Linked DNA regions of Dromaius novaehollandiae: region 2 is linked to region 1. The links are chromatin contacts, called in public Hi-C maps. All regions are on one chromosome and are shown on one strand. The core of a region is the stretch at or near the end of the contact, and the rest is flanking DNA. Distances in the headings are between cores, read along the strand shown. Region 1 holds the start of SPON1 (spondin 1). Region 2 overlaps SPON1 (spondin 1).

What was found. Hi-C and Micro-C count contacts between places; a contact is called where the count stands out from the background.
Region 2: a Hi-C map of brain shows a contact between it and region 1, with 4 times the contacts expected there. The contact joins the enhancer-like site here to the promoter of SPON1 in region 1. A contact is called at or near these places in 2 of 4 Hi-C or Micro-C datasets (brain and ovary).

The regions. Positions count from the first base shown.
Region 1 is chr5:58,509,535-58,513,259 of bDroNov1.hap1, reverse strand. SPON1 (spondin 1) reads right to left here and starts at 1,587. Exons shown (of 19, transcript XM_064512947.1): 1 at 1,473-1,587.
Region 2 is chr5:59,008,621-59,012,345 of bDroNov1.hap1, reverse strand. SPON1 (spondin 1) reads right to left here. Exons shown (of 19, transcript XM_064512947.1): 11 at 1,782-1,983; 12 at 1,287-1,427; 13 at 1-58. Among named protein-coding and RNA genes, the nearest start is that of SYT9, 120 kb to the left of the region's middle. Within about 2 kb of position 1,960, at least 2 of the 2 cell types and tissues checked have open chromatin away from gene starts, as enhancers often do.

The DNA of each region.
Region 1 (3,725 bases), core at 338-2,837:
TTTTAATAATTTATGTATTCCTAAGAACACTGAAAATATCAGGGCCTGTGATTAAGTCAAATCATGTCAAGCTCAATAAATTACGATTCAGAATTCTTGCCAATTCCTGAAATATCTTTAATCTTTAATTTGCAATTTAAGGCTAACATCCAAAGAAGAGAGAAATTGAAAAGCAGTGCTACTAAGAAGAGTATCAACCCTCTAAAGACAGAGATTTATTAATGTAACATAACTATTTTAAAACAAATCTTCAAAGCTAGATATGCAAGTGATACACAGAAATGTAGGTTTCTGAAAGAGAAAAGTAACTTTTAAAGCAAAGCAGAAATAAACAGGTGTTGCTATAATGCATACATCTGTCTATGCAACAGTAGTAGATTAAAAAATATACTGAAACTGAGTAAATGCACTTTTACTACTGGCATTTTAGAGGAGTCTTCCCTCCTATGGTTGAAATCAGCTGTCATTATATGTTAGCATAATATTTTATAGAATTTTCTCAAAAGGATATTTAAATGTGGACATCCAATGTTTTTTGTGATAGCACAAATATATAAAATAAACCACAAGAAATAAACTCTTTTTACGATGATATTCTAAGCGATACATGTAAAGCAAGTAAAACAGAGGGTTCTTTCTTGACATCCCCACCAATCTGCTGTGACCATCTCTATGTCAATTATACAAATAAAATTAGATGCCTCTCTAAAGGGAGATAAGTTAAAAATTCTATATCAAATTTTAGAATTCACACAAAGTCATACCACACTTATTCACATAGTATGGCAGTGTATTATTTCATTTCTTTCCTAGATATAAATTAATTACTTGATGTTAGATAGCAGAGTTAGGCCCTTTATTTTAAAAACACTCCCAAATTGTCAATGTCCCCATTCACTTAAGATAAAGCCTTGTTCGGCTGGCAATTCACTGTTAATTAGAAATACATCTAGTTAAGACAGCACAATTATACAGGAATAAAGATGGAGTAAATGAAATCAAACAGAGCAAGACTCTCAAGTCTCTCCCATCCTGTTAAACTGTGAAGGAATTCATACAAAATAGATTATTTCATGAGAAATATGCTCCTTTCTGCTTGTCAGAAGCATTGTTTTTAGGAGATCTTCTTTGCTGTCTTCTTTCAAAAGCTTTTTAAAATATGAACAAAAGGGGAGATCTGAGGGAGCAATTCAGATCACAAAAAAGTATCAGTCTGGTTTATCCCAGATCATATAACACTGAACTCTGTTATTTTCATGTTAGTGTACACATCCATACTTTTTGCCCAAGATTACATGAAACGAATAGGCATATCATAACATCCTTCTTCAAGAGCTGTTAGCTTGTGTTGCCCGTTGAAGGCAAAAGATAAAATTTCTACACACAGCTTCCGGTTTAAGCAAATAGTTGCAATTTATTCCACATACAGCTATCTAGAAACTCCAGGATCCCCTATCTTGCATATGTATTACCTTAATGCAGTCACATTTTCCAAGTCTTAAGTGCCAAAGCAGAAAAGGACCCCAGCATGCCCTACCTCACAGGATATAGCTCTGAAGGAAGATCCCCATAACTAACCTCTTCCCTGAGCAAAATTACAAACTTGAATGAGAGCTCCTTTAATTAGCATTCAAGCATTCTAGTTAAAATATTTTCCCTTACTAGCATGGAAAAGAATTCTTGCTGACCCCAAATCGTGAAGCAACTCGAACACAGCATACACACAAAATATTGTCACCTAATGTAAATCATTAAGCCAGCTCTACCATCACTGCCAAAAAGCCAAGTAGCGAGAAAAATAATTTCCTGTCCAGGAGAAGCAGGAATGCTTCCCTTGTCTTTGACAAGGTGGGAGAGTAGCGCTAATCAACTGGCTGGTAGGTAGTAGATATTGTGTAGATCATTCAAAAAGAAAAAAAAATTATGTAAACAATTAACATTTCTGTGGCAAAGTCTCAAGTAAATGGGCTGGTCTGCCTCCTGGTACTTAATTAGTACACTCTGTTCAGTACATAGTGTGTCCTCAGTAAGCAATGCCTCCAAAACAAATTAAAAGAAGGATAATAAATCTTGCTTTCTCACCAAACATACAAAGCTCGCTCTCTCTCCCCCTCTCTCTCTGCCCCCCCCCCCAACAGATGAAAAAAATAAAGTTGCAGGAGGAAAACAGATCTGCAGCCATCATGCTCACTTCTTATCTCTCTGAGAAATTAGCTTTGCAGCACTGTAGAACTGATGACAGCCTGCACAAGGAGAGAGCTTGGTGAATAATTCAGATCAGAAATTTTTAGATACTTCTCACAACTTTATCATTTTGCAAATCAGTTAAATGTATTTTTACTGCTGAGAAAAAAGCAGCAAAGTCTAAATCAACTGATGTAAAAGTCTGAACAAAATTCATGAACAAAAGGTATGCAGCAATTTTTTTCTCATACCAATAATTTTAAAATAATTATGACACACTGAACAACTAAACCTCCGTCTTCCATCTACTAGCTTTTTTTTTCCCCCTTCAGTTGGACTCCAGTTGGAGCAGGCTGCAACACCTGAGCATTCTCTTACAAATCATCAAGGAAGTGCTCAGAGGCTTGGCATTCTCAGCCATAGCACCCTGTGCTTTTCAAAATGGCTGCACTGCAAAAGACTGCTCACCCAGCAAGGGAGAAAAATGTCACTGTGTTAAGGCAGAATAGTTTACAAAAACAGTGAGAGACTAAAAGCGATACACAGCTTGTGTTTATAAAAATTCATAAGCATTTCATGTGCAGTCCTAAAGGAATTATGTAGATGCTACAACAAATTATTATATAACATAATTAAACACAAAGACCTGCAATAGTAAAATAGCATTAAGGGACAGATTATCATTGCTGCAGTAGTGGCAGACTGCAAGGAAAGATCCCATTAGACGTAATGGGAGCAGAAGTTCTAATCCACTGTGCGCGCTGCTGAAAATAATATCCCTGTGGTTTTGACTTAAACTAGCAGAGTTGAGGCAGCAACCTTATTTCTAATTCTCTCCAGTGTGTACAGACAGCAACGCTCTCACAATGCCTTTATCCCCTCCTCCCTCTCAAACATTTTCAAGAAATCCTCAACACTTGAGCAAGGGAGGGAGGGAGGAACAGGCAGGATATATAATTGTGCATTTCCTCTGCTTTTATTGGTTTAACTCAAGCTGTTAATTTCATTTAGTATAGTTAGTCAACGGTTAGAGCAAGGGACTGGAATTTAAACTCTGATGTTTTTCACTTCGTAACCACAGACATTACCTTTGGACTGGAGTAGCCAGGCAGTCAGCGAGGCAAAGTAAGCTGCTCCCCCTCTCGACAAAATCACCTTTCACCGACAACAGGAACAAATTGCATCGGACTGTGTCTAATACAAACCATCGGGGACTCCAGAGTGCCGCACTTGTCCTATTTTTCCTGCTTTCTGGTAAAGCAGTATTTCTCAGATGAATGGGTCATTTTGTACCCCCCAAACTATCGCTTCATGTTGTAACAGGTTTAACTTTGTCAGTTAAGCTCTTTTAGAGCACAGTCAACTCTAACAGACTGGATGCACAGATGCAAATTCTGGAACATCACTCCTTCCCAAACCAGCAGGCTGGTGCTACCTCCCATCCCTAAATTAGACCTGCCAGCTCCAAAGTGCCAGAATAAAAACACTGTACATAAGCATTATGTAAAAATATGTATATTATTAATTTCCTAACCTTTAAG
Region 2 (3,725 bases), core at 711-3,210, 500 kb before region 1:
GTGCTAGATCTGCCACAATATCATCTATGTTATCAGGTACAATATTGCATTGCTCCCCCTGCGAAGAAATAATTGTGGAAATTGGATTTAGGAAACTCGCGTATAACCAGAGAGAGGGCCTAAGGAAGGTATAAAATGAGTTGCTAGAAGCTGAAAAGTAACACTGCTCATGTGTTAACACAGCTGTATGTGTAACATACAGCTATGAATCTGTAGTTAGTCACTTTTGTGTAGATCTCCAGTGGAAAACTCACAATTCACTCCATTTTAATAGCACTTAAATGATTCATGGGTCTCACAGTTTCATCTCTAAAAAACTTACGGTACATAAAAGTGATAGCAAGAGAAAGGAGAGGTTGGCCGAACAGAGCAATGAACAGAAACATTTCTAAATATGTATACACTTATATTTAGTTATAAGAAAGGATGTCTGAACTGCCTAAGTAGGGGACATCATCCGCCAAAGAAATATTCTAACAGTACATTGAATTCACCAGGCATGGGCATCTGACTACATTACTGTGTAATTGTTCCACAAATACAATACACTTTGAGGAGAACAAAAAAGGAGATGCAAGGATTTGAACAATGGCTTCAAGTTAAAAAAAAAAAAAAAAAAAAAAAAAGGGTAAAGGAATTCTTTGATACAAAGGACAACTAGGCTATCATTCTAGATCAATATGGATCCAACATATGCTATGTATTAACTTATGCTCTTGAAATGCAAACAGAACAAAATGACTTTATAAATACTCAACTGTGGTCTAAACACCTTCTCTGGACTCCTAAAAGAGGAGGTGACTGGTCTTAAGAAGATTCTTTACTGGATTATCATGGAGCAATAACTTTAAGCTAAGAAAAGCAAGCTTAAATATCAGAGAATGTTTGTGACATACACAAAGGGAATCACTAAATAATCATATAGGAAAAGTTGCACCATAAATCATTAAGACACAGCTGGACAAAGCACTCAGGAAGACAGTATACTGTATTTGCAGCAGTAGCAACAGGACACACTAAATAATTCTTTATGTAACGCTTTTTTTCTCTTCTAATTCCTATGCATATTTTTAAAAAAATCCCCAATAAGCAGATGCAGTAATTAGCACAAGTAGGAGAAACAATACCTTAAGACAATTTTAAATTTAAGAAAAAGTTTTGCTTATTTTCTGCCATTATCTTTGCTGGAGGTTGGTCAGGGAGGATAAGGTTCCGGGGGAGGGGGGGAAAGGTTGGTTTTTTTTTCTTTTATGAGAAGTTATTTTGATATTATTTCATAATACTACCTTGCGTGCGATTCTCTCAATTACCACTCTGGCTACCAGCTTGATAGAGCCTCCTTCTGGATCATAAAATGGACTTTGAGGGTGATCTAGGCTTGTAAGTGGTCTGATCTTCTCTTGAGGAACTGTAGGTTTGTTGGGAGACTGCAATCAAAAAGCAAAAGATAAATATGGCTTAAAATAACTTTGACTTATTAGTAAAAGTATAATCCATCTGCAGAAATAAAAATGTCTCTTAATGCTAAACTTGCAAATTCCAATAGAAGATGAACTCAGTATGGTCACACTTAACAGTAAGTTTTTTCTGTCGTGAAGAACTTCTCTAACACTTTGGGATTGGGCCCTCGTGCTAGGTTCCCAAGAAGATGTACACCAGCAAAATTTTTAGTAAAGTAGTATAAAGTCGTATATGACATTACCATGGATGAAACAGCTTTCATTTTTTGCAGCTTTAAGGTAAACCTTACGTCTTGAATACATTACACATAGTCCAAATACCTCATAGGTAACACCACTGTCTGTGCCGGCATCCCACGGGATCAAATCCTGAATGACTTTCTGAACCCAGCCACAGTCCTTGGTACAGAGGTCTTCAGCTGAGAGGCCCACGTTCCAGTCAGGGCTGGGCCCCAGCATGGTGAGGAAGGACATCAGGTGCCGATGCCTATCAACAGAAAACTCGGCAGAGGGAGCAGCTCTCCTGCAAATTGCAAATAGGAAGACTATTAACAACTGAATTCCAGTTTGCTATTAAACAGCAGCAAAATGGTGCTTCGCACTGGCAAATATGGAACGTGGGAATGACACTGTATCTCGTGTGCAGAGATGGACGAGCAAGACTGGGAGAGGACTCTTGCTCAGCAGTGTTTTCTTCTCAGCCGTAAGCAGCCGCTATTGGAGAAACAACTTTGACATCATGCAAGGATAGGTACGGTTTAGTGGGTGACAGAGATGTAGCAATAAAGGGCTGCAGCAGCATGCTTATATCTCAGTCATACAATAAAAAAGCCTGTCAGGACATTTACTACAACAAGCTAAAAATCTGAAGTAAAATAGCAGGGAAGTACCCTGAACTTTTGGGCTGCTGCGATACTTTTGACCAAAAGATGATGATACGAGTTCCAATTTTTAAAGTGCTTAGAAGTGCAACTGTGGTGGTGGTGGAGAGGGAGAAATGCTCATTAGTTAGCGTCTTAGTGCTCATTTAACTGAGAACTGAATGGCTATTGCGAGTCCCCCAGAGTTCAGCCAAGCCTTTTGCAGGGTTCTGGCAGGGGATGTGAAAACACCTCTATTCATCCAGCCTTTGCCAACCCTTCTCTTAAGAAGAAACTGTTAATTGTGCCAAATCATGTAGTGACCTCTGATGTTGACCACTAATTACCACATTCCTATTCAAATAGCAATTAAAATCAGATCTGGAGGTTTCTGCTTCTCAGATGAAAAGCTGGAATTCTTCATGGCATCTTCCTTGGGAACAACAGCTACTGTTGGGTTACTTAAACTAGATAACTATTACCCAAATTTGGTGAACCTGCTCCAACAAAAATTGGTCTGAAATTAGTACAAGTTTTTCTTCAGATACAGGACTTGAACCAATACAGAGTCCTTGTTTTTCCTTTTCGGTTTCTGCCAAAACACATCATTTTACAAGCATCTGAAGACCCTAAATGTTTATTTTTAATGCAAGTCTTGTTGCTGTGTTACTCATCCTGCCTTTTTGGGTAGCTGCGCATACATAATGCACATACACTGTTCTTCTCTAGTTAGAAGAAGAATCTTCCTATTAATGCTTGCCTCACGGTAAACATGTGGCACTTCATTTGTGCATTTATTCTGGCTCATAAAGCTCTCAGGACATTAGAAAAACAGAACAGGTCAAGGACAGTGTCCTTGAGAGAGTATCAGATGTTATCAAATGCAAGATGTCTAACTTAGGGTGGTACTTAGTACCCCTTCTATAGGAAAGTTGCACAAATAGGCACTGCTTAATTGTAAAAATGTTGTGGCCAGCTGTGTTTTGGAGTCTTCAGAAGTTGTTTCTTACTGTGTAAATTGGCCTATATTGAATTAAAGATTCTGAGTAGAAGAGTTTCCAACTGCTTGATGACATTAATCCTGCCTTTCCAAGAAAGAGATGCAAGTGACTTTTATCATGACAGACAGAGCTCTGTTTTGATTTCAGTGGAACAATTTGTCTAATGTAAATTAATAAAATAATGAAGGAAGGTATCAATGTCTCTCTGTGAATATAATAATCTGATATATTTGTCAAGTACATGGCAGTGATTATTTTTTAAAAGCCTGCCAACAGACTTCAGTATCTTAAAGGATTTACTATAATATAAGAAGCACTTTCTAAGAATTCCCTACAGAATTTTATATCTAATGCTGAACAATAAAAACTTCTTCAAGGCTGACAGTACACAGCAAAAATAACAA